Linked DNA regions of Mus musculus: regions 1 and 2 are each linked to region 3. The links are chromatin contacts, called in public promoter capture Hi-C maps. All regions are on one chromosome and are shown on one strand. Each heading gives the region's core, a stretch centred on a gene start, on an enhancer-like site or on the middle of the called end of the contact. The rest is flanking DNA. Distances are from core to core; before and after follow the strand shown.

Evidence for each region. Promoter capture Hi-C pulls out the DNA fragments that hold promoters and counts their contacts.
Region 1: a promoter capture Hi-C map of hippocampal neurons shows a contact between it and region 3, with 2.8 times the contacts expected there. The contact joins the enhancer-like site here to the promoter of Fam174b in region 3. A contact is called at or near these places in 6 of 39 promoter capture datasets (the 3T3-L1 cell line, cranial neural crest, frontonasal cranial neural crest and 3 more) and 5 of 115 datasets of contacts at active chromatin or transcription factors (embryonic basal ganglia, embryonic hindbrain, embryonic midbrain and 2 more).
Region 2: a promoter capture Hi-C map of second pharyngeal arch cranial neural crest shows a contact between it and region 3. The contact joins the enhancer-like site here to the promoter of Fam174b in region 3. A contact is called at or near these places in 13 of 39 promoter capture datasets (the 3T3-L1 cell line, 3T3-L1-derived adipocytes, the C10 cell line and 8 more), 2 of 484 Hi-C or Micro-C datasets (both in cortical neurons), 14 of 115 datasets of contacts at active chromatin or transcription factors (SST interneurons, VIP interneurons, astrocytes and 10 more) and 1 of 9 other capture datasets (embryonic stem cells).

Annotation. Positions count from the first base shown.
Region 1 is chr7:74,302,466-74,305,826 of GRCm38.p6, forward strand. It overlaps Slco3a1 (solute carrier organic anion transporter family, member 3a1), which reads right to left. Exons shown (of 10, transcript NM_023908.2): 8 at 657-832. Among named protein-coding and RNA genes, the nearest start is that of Slco3a1, 250 kb to the right of the region's middle. Within about 2 kb of position 1,641, at least 31 of the 459 cell types and tissues checked have an H3K27ac peak or open chromatin away from gene starts, as enhancers often do. A contact at or near this core is called in embryonic basal ganglia, forebrain and hippocampal neurons, where this site is marked.
Region 2 is chr7:74,328,858-74,331,848 of GRCm38.p6, forward strand. All of the region lies in intron 4 of Slco3a1 (solute carrier organic anion transporter family, member 3a1), which reads right to left. Among named protein-coding and RNA genes, the nearest start is that of Slco3a1, 220 kb to the right of the region's middle. Within about 2 kb of position 1,349, at least 33 of the 459 cell types and tissues checked have an H3K27ac peak or open chromatin away from gene starts, as enhancers often do. A contact at or near this core is called in SST interneurons, craniofacial prominence and second pharyngeal arch cranial neural crest, where this site is marked.
Region 3 is chr7:73,739,013-73,742,415 of GRCm38.p6, forward strand. Fam174b (family with sequence similarity 174, member B) reads left to right here and starts at 1,295. Exons shown (of 3, transcript NM_001162532.1): 1 at 1,295-1,816. The coding sequence starts at 1,491.

The DNA of each region.
Region 1 (3,361 bases), core at 391-2,890, 560 kb after region 3:
ATCTAATGCCATTTTAGTGTGTTTGTGTGTGTGTGTGTGTGTGTGTGTGTGTGTGAGCGTATGCGTGTGTGTGTGTCAGAGGACAACCTTGAACGTTGTTCCATTCCACCTTTGGCTTTGAGACAGAGTCTCCCACTGGCCTAAAACTTCCCTGAATAGGCTAGACTAACAATTTTGCAAGCTTCCAGGGATCTGCCTATCTCTAATCTCACTACCATAACGATTATAAGCAAGATCTACTACGTCCAGGTTTGATATGAGTTACAGGGAAGGACCTCAGTCCCATGCTTGTGAGACAGGAGTACCAGCTGGGCTATCTCCCCAGCCCACTGTTTTCATCTTATTTTACCAACAATCTTACCAAAAAGATCAGTATAGAAGACTTCTCAAAGTTGCCTCATTGGTTATTCCTGGGAGACTATGGAAGTGCCCTTCTACTACTGTCCTGGTGTACCATGAAGAAGCCCCAATTGGTGGAAGGCTTGTGATTGTTTCCTCTTAGCCTACAGCTGCTGTGTTCCTGTCTGCAGCCCCCTCTCACCTTGCTTGCAAGACTCACACAGCTCCGATGCTGGGGAGCCCTGCCAAAATGTGCCAGGTGGAAAGGCATAGGCCAAGCTGACTCTCAGGGACTTGGGGGTGGAGGGACAGCTTACCTGATGAGGATGATGACAGAAGGGGTTTGGGCCATGGCCCCGATCAAGCTGCACACACACATCACACAGAGGAAGGTGAGGAAGGCCTCTTGGCACCCAGGACTGGGACATTTTCCTGGAACCACGCTGGCATTCTCAGGGGGGACAGTGGTGAGGCACGCACAGCCTGTGAGGTTCTGAAAGGGAAGGTTCAGCCATTTAAACTGGGGGTGTCTCTGGTTTCCACACCCGAGGCAATCCATCAGCTAGCCTGTCACAACCTAATTATACATTCTGTGGCATTCCATTAATTGGGCCTGAATAAACGAGTTAGCATTTTTTTTTTAAAGGAGGCTGCAAAAACACATGCAAATAAAGTAATATTTATGGGGAGGAGAGCTGGATTTCCTGTCTCCTGTGTATTTCATTTCCATTCTCAAGAAACCTTCAATAAGCTGCAGTGTAGATAAATGTGTCCCCCCCAATACAATTAGAGAGGAAATTGTGCTTCCACAATATGATAAAACATTGCCAAATTAACATCGTAATTACTTGCCAATTTGTCTTCCCTTTATGCAGTTATAATTACACCGAAGTGTATTAAAAGAAGTAAATCAGGTAACCCCACATCCTGTTGCTGGTTCAGTGCCTGGCATGGCACCCAGAACAAAGGACACACGCTGTCATGCGTGAAGCCATTGTGCCTGGTAGACCCTGATGACAGAAGGAACCTGGAAAACTTGTCCAGTGGCTGAGGAAGCAAAGGGGAGCTAAGGGATTCTGGCAGCTGATAGGATCTTACCGGGAGGAGCTCGAGAGCCCTGATGGGATACATTTATTAATATATGATCAGAGAGGAGAAAGGAAAGCAACCACGTTCCATTTGATCTTCTGAGAGGCTCTGCATCAGCAACCCCCGTTCCCAAGCAAAATTTGCTCTCCTGCTCTCCTGCAAGCTTGCCAGCTCGCTCCAGGAATTTCTGATCGCAGAGGGAGGAGCAGGGGCTGGAGGAGGCTGTTCAGAGTTCCAAGCCAATTAAGGCTCGATAATAATAGTGCAGAGGCCTTTAATGAATACAAAGCGAAAACAATCATAAATGATTCATTGCTTTTCTTTCCAGAGCTGATTGGCTTTCTGAGCGCATGCCTAGCAGGTAAACTCTCCCGAGGGGTCAGGCAGACTCCCTATAAAGCCTGTGTTTCTTCTCTTCTGCCCTTCTCCCTTCGCACTTGGTTCTCTCCTCTTCCTCGCTGCTTTCCCTTTCTTCCATCATGGGATATTCCAGACATGGGGTGTCTTTTTCCATATGAGATAGCTTCAGTGGTGTCTCAAACCCTGGAACTACTAGGGCTTTCCTGCATTGTTGTTTGGAATAGATGGTACCTTCTGGCTGTACATCTTCTAAATAGTGTGCCAGGGTAGGTATCTATGTAAATAGTCCTGTTATATACCTGGGTGTTTATGGCAATTTCCAGGTGCTGAGGCCTGACACCTGTCCACCACCACTTAAGCTATACCTAAAAACTTTACCTGGCTTTTCCAAGAGACCTACCACAGACACCACATCCCTTCATCCTCCAGATGAGCAGTTCCTCTATTCTTCCCATGATCCCTCTGAGCCCTGACCAACACCTGCCCTACAGAGACAATGGGACCTGTCAGACAGGAACAACCTGGGACACTTTCTTAAACTTCTTGCACAATGCAGCAGGACACTAGAGGAAATGCAGAAGACAGGTTTAGGATACACAGGTGGCCAGGTTGGCCTCTGCCTTTACCAGGGCTTCTCTCCATCTACAGCTCACCAGGCCATCCCAGTCTCTACCAAGAGAAGCTTGTATGGCATGATGGGAGGTCACAGGCAAGCTTCTCTAGCTGCTGATGATCAGTGGTCACAGCTCCTTACTGGCCCTGTTCTCAGCTCATTCTGACTGGCTTCCCTCTCCACCAGTGTGAGCCAGATCTCAGGAAGTTCCCCACTGGCATCCACATCCCTAGCCCACCACCCCCTGCTCCTCTCATGGCATCTCTGTTGCTCCCTGCCTCCCATGGCTCTATTCTTTGGTTCTTTGGGTTCCCTTTTTCTTCTTCTGGCTACACCTTGTCCATCTTTCTTGGCATTATCTCCCCTTTCCCATGCTAACATGGCTACGGGGTAGACTTTCTTCCCTTCCTACACCATATTTTCCTATATGTTCATGACTCTCCTCAACTTCATTTCTACTCCATATTCCCCTTGGATACTCTATATCTCCCTTCCTGGCACACAGCAATGTTGTGGTGTCAAGCTGAGCTTGTGGGGCATACTTCCCACAGTTTTCCTTCTAAGGCTGTTCCATGCTTGCAGAGTTCCTTCTCTAGTGTGGATGAAAGCTAGGCAGGAAAGAAATACAGCATTTTGTAGAAGCCGGAAGTCACAGGACACTACCCCACACTACCCCAAAATATGCCTCCTTGGCCCAAGGACTAGTTTGAGCTGATCATTTGAAGACATTTAGAGACACGGGAGAAGGTTGGACAACACAGAAGTCATCAGTTTTTAAACAGAAATTTATAGTCAGTGGTTCCTTCATATCCAAAGATATTGGATGCCAGGATACCATACAGAAACCAGAATCTACAGATATTAGAGTCCCTGATAAAAAGAATAGAGCCTACCCACTTCCTTCTGTATACATAAAATCATCTCTAGATGACTTTATATCTAATACTAGCACAGTGGATA
Region 2 (2,991 bases), core at 99-2,598, 590 kb after region 3:
TGGGATATCTCCAGGATGCCCTATTCTCCTCCCCTCATCCCCAGCCTGTTCCTCTCTCAGCTGCATCCATGTTAGATCTTCTTAGTCTACTGTAATACTCTTCTCTTAAACTTTTACCACATAGGTTCCCTCCCCCACCCCAGGTGTCCTTTCTTCATTATTCAACCTAGCCTGGAAGAGGCTCCCAGGCATCTAGCCACAGGCACTTAAGGATCCAGGACAGTTGGCTTTTGGCATACACATTCTGAAGCTTATGAACCGTGTTACATCTTGAATGGGCCCAATAGTAGTGTGTGGAGGTTGCATACTCTTATCTTGCTTATGGGGCTCTATTTTTCTTACAGTGTGGTTTCCTGGGCTACAGACACTTCCTCTTATATTGGTGCTTTAACCTTGTCACATAGTCTTCAACCAGCTCTTCTCAGTTGTGCTGTGGTGACATATCCTGGATGGTTCTAGAACAGCCCTGTCTCTTCAGGATTGACACCTTTATTTGATTTATTATTATTGTTATTGTTATTATTATTATTATTATTATTATTATTATTATTGTGTGTGTGTGTGTTGCATAGATGCTTGTGTGCCAAGGCATGTGTATGGAGGTCAGGAGACAGCCTTGGATGTCAGTCTTCGCCTTTGACCTTGAGACAGGCATCTCCTCACTGTTTTCCTACCACACACGGCAGGCTAGCTGGCCTGCAGAGCTGCTGGGAATTCTGTCTCCGCCTCCCATCTCCATGAGGTTAGACACATGTCCTGTTCATCCAGCTTTTATGTAGGCTCTAGGGATTGAAACTCAGGTCCTTATAATTACATGGCAAACACTTTTACCCACTGAACCAACCCCTTAGTCCTTACACCTTTATTTTGATGTCTCTGCTGGACACCAAAATCTATATATGCTCACATCTATTATATAGAACAGTATACTACTTGTCTATAACTCACACCCATGTACCTTAGATCATCTCTAAGCTACTTACATCAACTACAAGGTGCATGTTACCCAAGTAGTTGCTAGAGCACACTGTGCAAGGAGATGATGACAAGGGAGAGATTTGTACTTTTTCAGTACAGATGCAGTTTTCTGTGGACTGCGTTTCAATCAGCGGCTCGTTAGGTTTGTGGATGTAGAACTTCCACAGATGGAAGCCAGTGGTATTTACAAAATAATTAACCAAATATAGCTGATTCATCAAGTGCCATGGCGTAAGACAAGTAAACTGATTTCAAGTAATTTGAAGACAAGTCTTATGTAAATCATAAATCATCTTCTATAAAGAGCAAAGATGGAGGCGAAATATAGGTTACTGAAAACATTGTCCAAGCGGTGTGCTTGTGACTAGACTCGGGGCTGGAAGGGAATCTGGCTCATTGGGGAGAGTGGCTGGCCTAGCATACACAGAGCTTTGGGTTTGATCTCCAAGTCTACACAAAACAGGTGTGGCACATACTGGTTATCCCAGGCCCTGGGAGGAGCAGCAGGAGAATCAGGAGTTTAAGATTATCCTCAGCTATATAATGTGTTTGGGGGCCAGCCTGAGATACATAAGATCCTGTCTCACAAAGAGGATCCGATTTAACTATACTCATATTACTAACAAAAATAAGGAATAGTGACAGGGTGCACTTGTTTCTCTCTGTGCACATGGAAAAGATCAGACACAGAGATTAAGTATTAGAAAAACCCACTAAGTGCCTATGGCCACATAAAATAAACAGGTGGGCTGAGAACCTAACCCTGCACTCCAAGGTGATGAATTAGCCAGCTGTCCTAAAGAAGAGAGCTAATTACACAGGCACAATTGCATCTCCTAGGAGACGAAACCTCCAAATGGCCCATCTAATTAGAATAAAATAATAATAGGAGACACATAAGTTTTTAATAACGCTAACAGACAAGCTCCATGCATCAAAATGACAGAACAATAGGCCGGGGACTGGCAGATATACAAAACTTAAAATTTATCATCTCTGGGAAAGATATCAAGTTTCCAAAGTGAAATTCTCCAGAGAGGAGGATTGAAGGGTTTAGTTACAGCACCGGACTGGACCAAAGGACTGGAAGCTCAGGATTACTGTGAGCTGAGCCATGGATCTGATGTCCAAGGGGATTTAGATGATAACCAGAGATGGCGGCTTCAGCTGTTCAACATGTGTTTCTGAGGCTCTAGGAAGGCAGCCTTAGGGTTAACTGAAAGCACACACAAAAAAATTAAAGTCAAAACTTTACAAAGGCTATGAACAAAGATGGTACACAAACAGCCTCAGGTCCTCGCACTTCATCCTGGTACACTGTGCTTAGAGTTTCCTGGTCTTTATGGGCACGCCGTTTGTATACTTTACAGGCCTTTTAAACATTTATGGCAATCTGACTTCTTAGAAGTATCATTTCAAATAAATGCCTAGGAGTGTTTGCTTTTAAAATCTGTGTTTAAATGTTAGGAAACTTTCCTTTGTTAAATCCATATTGTTTTAAAGTGTTGTACAAATACTCCCAGAACTGTTGACTCTGCAGTGTTTGAAAATGTAGCTTAAGAAATATGGAAAATGAACACAACATAAAATACACAGAGGGTGATCTGCTTTTCACAGTTAAAGGTCTCTTGGGTGTGAAGAATCCATCATGATCAATCATTGTTGATGAGCCATAGCAAATTTGAGACTGTGTGTGTGCCAAGCGTGAGGCTACTCTGTACTCAAGATCAGGTTCTGGTGAGTTACATCCACACACTGCAGAGAGACCAGTATGGACCACACCATGAGGTCAAAGGACCTACTTGGAATGGATGAATATGAACAACAAAGTCCTGGCTGCTGATGTGTAGTGGCAGACACAATTGTGACTTAGTCACTAGGCTCCTTCGGAATGATGGCATCTATATTCTGGAAGCACCGGGGCAGGGTTGGGACAATCCAGGCAGCACACTCTCGCTGTGTGCTTCGTGTCCTCAGTTGGAATGGAGTCTCTGTCGAGTGTGACTCCAGAAG
Region 3 (3,403 bases), core at 45-2,544:
CTCTGTCTAGCAGATGATCTTTCTCTCTCATCCCTGTAGCATGCTTGAAAACACTTGATACACAAAGTGCTTGGTGGGCAATGACTTCTGGGAATCTCAATATTGCTCACCCCACCCCCACCCCCAGTGTATATGGCAGACAGCTGTTAGGTGGCCCTGATGCTCCCGCTTCCTGTTATTTACGTCATTGTGACGCCTTCTTTCCTGAATTGTGAACAAAGAGTGGTGGTATGCATCTAATGAACCGATTCAGGAGAAAGTGTGGGGGTGTCACATCTGTAATTAAGTTTTACAGAACTGTCTTCTGTCCGGCTCCCTGAATTTATTGCTAACTGGGCTTGAACACGTTGAAGATGCAAAACGCTCTGTTGGAAATTCTCACCGTTAGAACTTAGGGCAGCTTCTGACAGACAGAGATGGGGAATGGAGGTTCGGGGCTAGCAGTTTGTGAAGCGCTGAATCAGTCAGGGAAAGCCAGTTGAGCTCGGGGACAGATCAGCTCCCATGTGAACCTTTTGAGGAGATCTGGGGGAGGGGGTATTAGTTTGATCTTAAACTTAACAAGATACCTTAAAACAGGACAACCCAGATAATGGGGATTGTGGTGACCTACTAGGTTTTGGGATAATTTGTTATGGAAGCTTGGTTATGTAACTATAGACAATGAATGCATCGTTATATTTGTCTGTTTCTCTAGCAGGACCAGAAATGAGCTGATCAAAGTCTCTTGGTCCTTGTTCTGTATGTTTAGATATTTACTGATCATTGGGGAGCACCTTCCAGATCATCCAAGGTTCTGTAACGGTTGCTCCAGGAACCCACTCAGCACTGTATCAATTCCTGGACTCCCAAGAGAATAGTCTTTCCCCACCCCAACATTACTTAGTTTATATACCAGAGACAGAACCACAATAAATTACTCCTTGGAGTTTGAAATTTAAGTCTGGTCTGGAGAAGGAGAGATTACTTCCAAAGGTTCACCAGCTGAAGTGCAAAGGGCTTGCAAACTCTAGGTGGGAAATCTGGGTTGCTGTGAGCTGACTCCCTGCGTGCTAAATCAACAAACCAGGGCAAAAGAATACCTGTTTCCAGAGAGGGCTGCCATACTGAAAGAAATAAATCGCGTGAACAGTTCATCATTCTGCCTGCCCGGAGCAGAGTGAGCCAAGCAGTTAGGATTCCTCCATGGGGTCTTAGGTCCTGATCGGGTTGGGCTACCCAGGGGCGGAGCGCAGCGGGGACCCAGCCGAGGTCTGCCCCGCCCACGCGGGGCCGAAGCCCGTCGAATGACTCTGTGCAACGTGTTGGTGGCTGCAGCGGCGGCGCGGGTTCTTCCGGGCTCTGCAGCTTCCTGCCGAGCATCGCGCAGCCGCCTCGGCAGCCGGAGACCCCGGCGCAGGCCTCCCGGGTGCCAGCCTCTGGGGCTCAGGCCTCCGGGGTGCAAGCCTCCGGGACGCAGACCTCCGCACCGTGCGTGCGCATAGTGCACCATGAGCGCCCTGCCACCCCAACCGCCGCCACCGCTGCTGCTGCTGCTGCTCGCGCTCCTGGCCGCGCCCGCCGCCCTCGCTCGCAGAGCCGAGTCCGCTTCGGCCTCCCAGCCCGAAGCAGAACACCAGCCTCCGCCCGGTCCCGGGAATGCTACCCAGCTGGGATCCGGCATGGCGGGCGGGGGAAGCTCCAACAGCAGCGTCGACGCGGTGGTGACCCGCATCTCCAGTCTGCTTCGTGACCTGCCTACCCTGAAGGCGACGGTGATCGTGGCATGTGCCTTCAGCGCGCTGCTCATCGCCTGTCTGCTGCTGCGCGTCTTCAGGTGGGTCGCGTCGCCCAACTCCTTGCCCTGCTGGCTCCATGGGCGGCGTCACCATGCTGCTGCTGCCGCTGATGCCACCGCGCGTCCTCCCCACCTGCGCGCACAGGTGCTCGCTCTCGGCGCGCTCTCGCCAGGCGCGCACTTTTCTGCTCTCTGCCTGGGTGGGATCCGGAGGGCGGGCGCGTGCATTTGGTTCTTCCAGGGCACATCTCAGGAACCGTTTCCCCCTTTAAGGCTGTTTGGTGTGTTCCAAGTCCTAGATTCTATTGCTTTCCTCTGTTCACGTTTAACACCAACTTTGAGTTCCGACCACCTTCCGTGGAATGTATTTTTATGCCCACCTCACAGACAAGGAAACATTCAAAGAGAGTTGGCTTACACAGGTACTCAGCGCTTGAGGGACAATTTGGACTAGGGTTCTCCTATCAAGAACTTTGCCCCTTTCCCCCTTTGGCAGCTCTCCTCTGTTTTACCAGCTCTTCGCCCTCTTTCACCTACAGAAAGCAGAAGCAGGGAGCGAGGGATGCCAGAGGAACCTGGGGACACTTGCTTCACACACCTGATGTTGGTTACAGGTTTCAGGAGGTTTGGTGACCCATGATAGCTTTGGTGACGGCCCTCATTGTTCACTTGGAGTCAGCGAACGCCCAGAACGGCTCTGAGCTTGGAGGTTTGCAGCATTTAGCTCAAAATAGTCCCAGCCCACACAGCTGTGTACTTTTAAAAGAAGGCATTTGAAGTATTTTGCCAGTCTGCTCCTTATTACCCAAGAGTGGGGGAGAAGACAAAGCACATGTGGCCAGATGTGAGGGGACAAAGTAGGAGATGTGGCACTCAGGCCCGGAAGGGAGAGTCCTTGGCTTGGGTGTGGAAGGAAGGAAGGAGACCACTTAATGAGATAAACTGCTTCTGGGCATGATCTGTACCCTCTTCCTGGAAGACAAGCTTGTTAGTTGAGTTTCTTAGGTAGACAGCTGCCAATCTAGATTCTGATTTAGATAGGATGTGGAGCACTTTACAGCAGGGACTATTCCCCTAGTGTTCCTTTGTCCATGTTGAACAAGTAAGTATTGTTGGATTCTGTGTGGCTAAAGGTGGGGTGGTGCACCTCGACTCTGCTGCCTGGTGGTCTGTTCTGTGGCTGTTGTCCCTGGTCATGCTCCCCCCGTGGACTTGATTAACTAGCCCCAGCATGTCTGGGCTGCTGGCCAGGGGTCCTTTGTACCTGCTTGCTTTCCATCTTAGCTTGTAGGCTCCGAGTCCTAGTCATCCATCACCCAGAGATCCTAACGCCATTTCCTCCTTGCCTTCCTTTCCCTGGTACAGGCTTCCCTCCCAGCACCAGGTGAGACGAGGAAGGTGATGGGCTGCACCAATCTTACGAGGCCTCAGTTTCTCCTGTGTTCTCCAGTCTGCTAGCCATTAACCACATGGAGAACTGGAAACATAACGTTCTGAACTGGGAGGCACTGTAACCATGAGCTTCACATGGAATCTATTAAGGGATATTTGACTCTTTTTCTTTTTCCTTTTGGCTAAATCTTTGAAGTAACTTTATTATTTTTTTCTGAATTTTGATGTATTGGG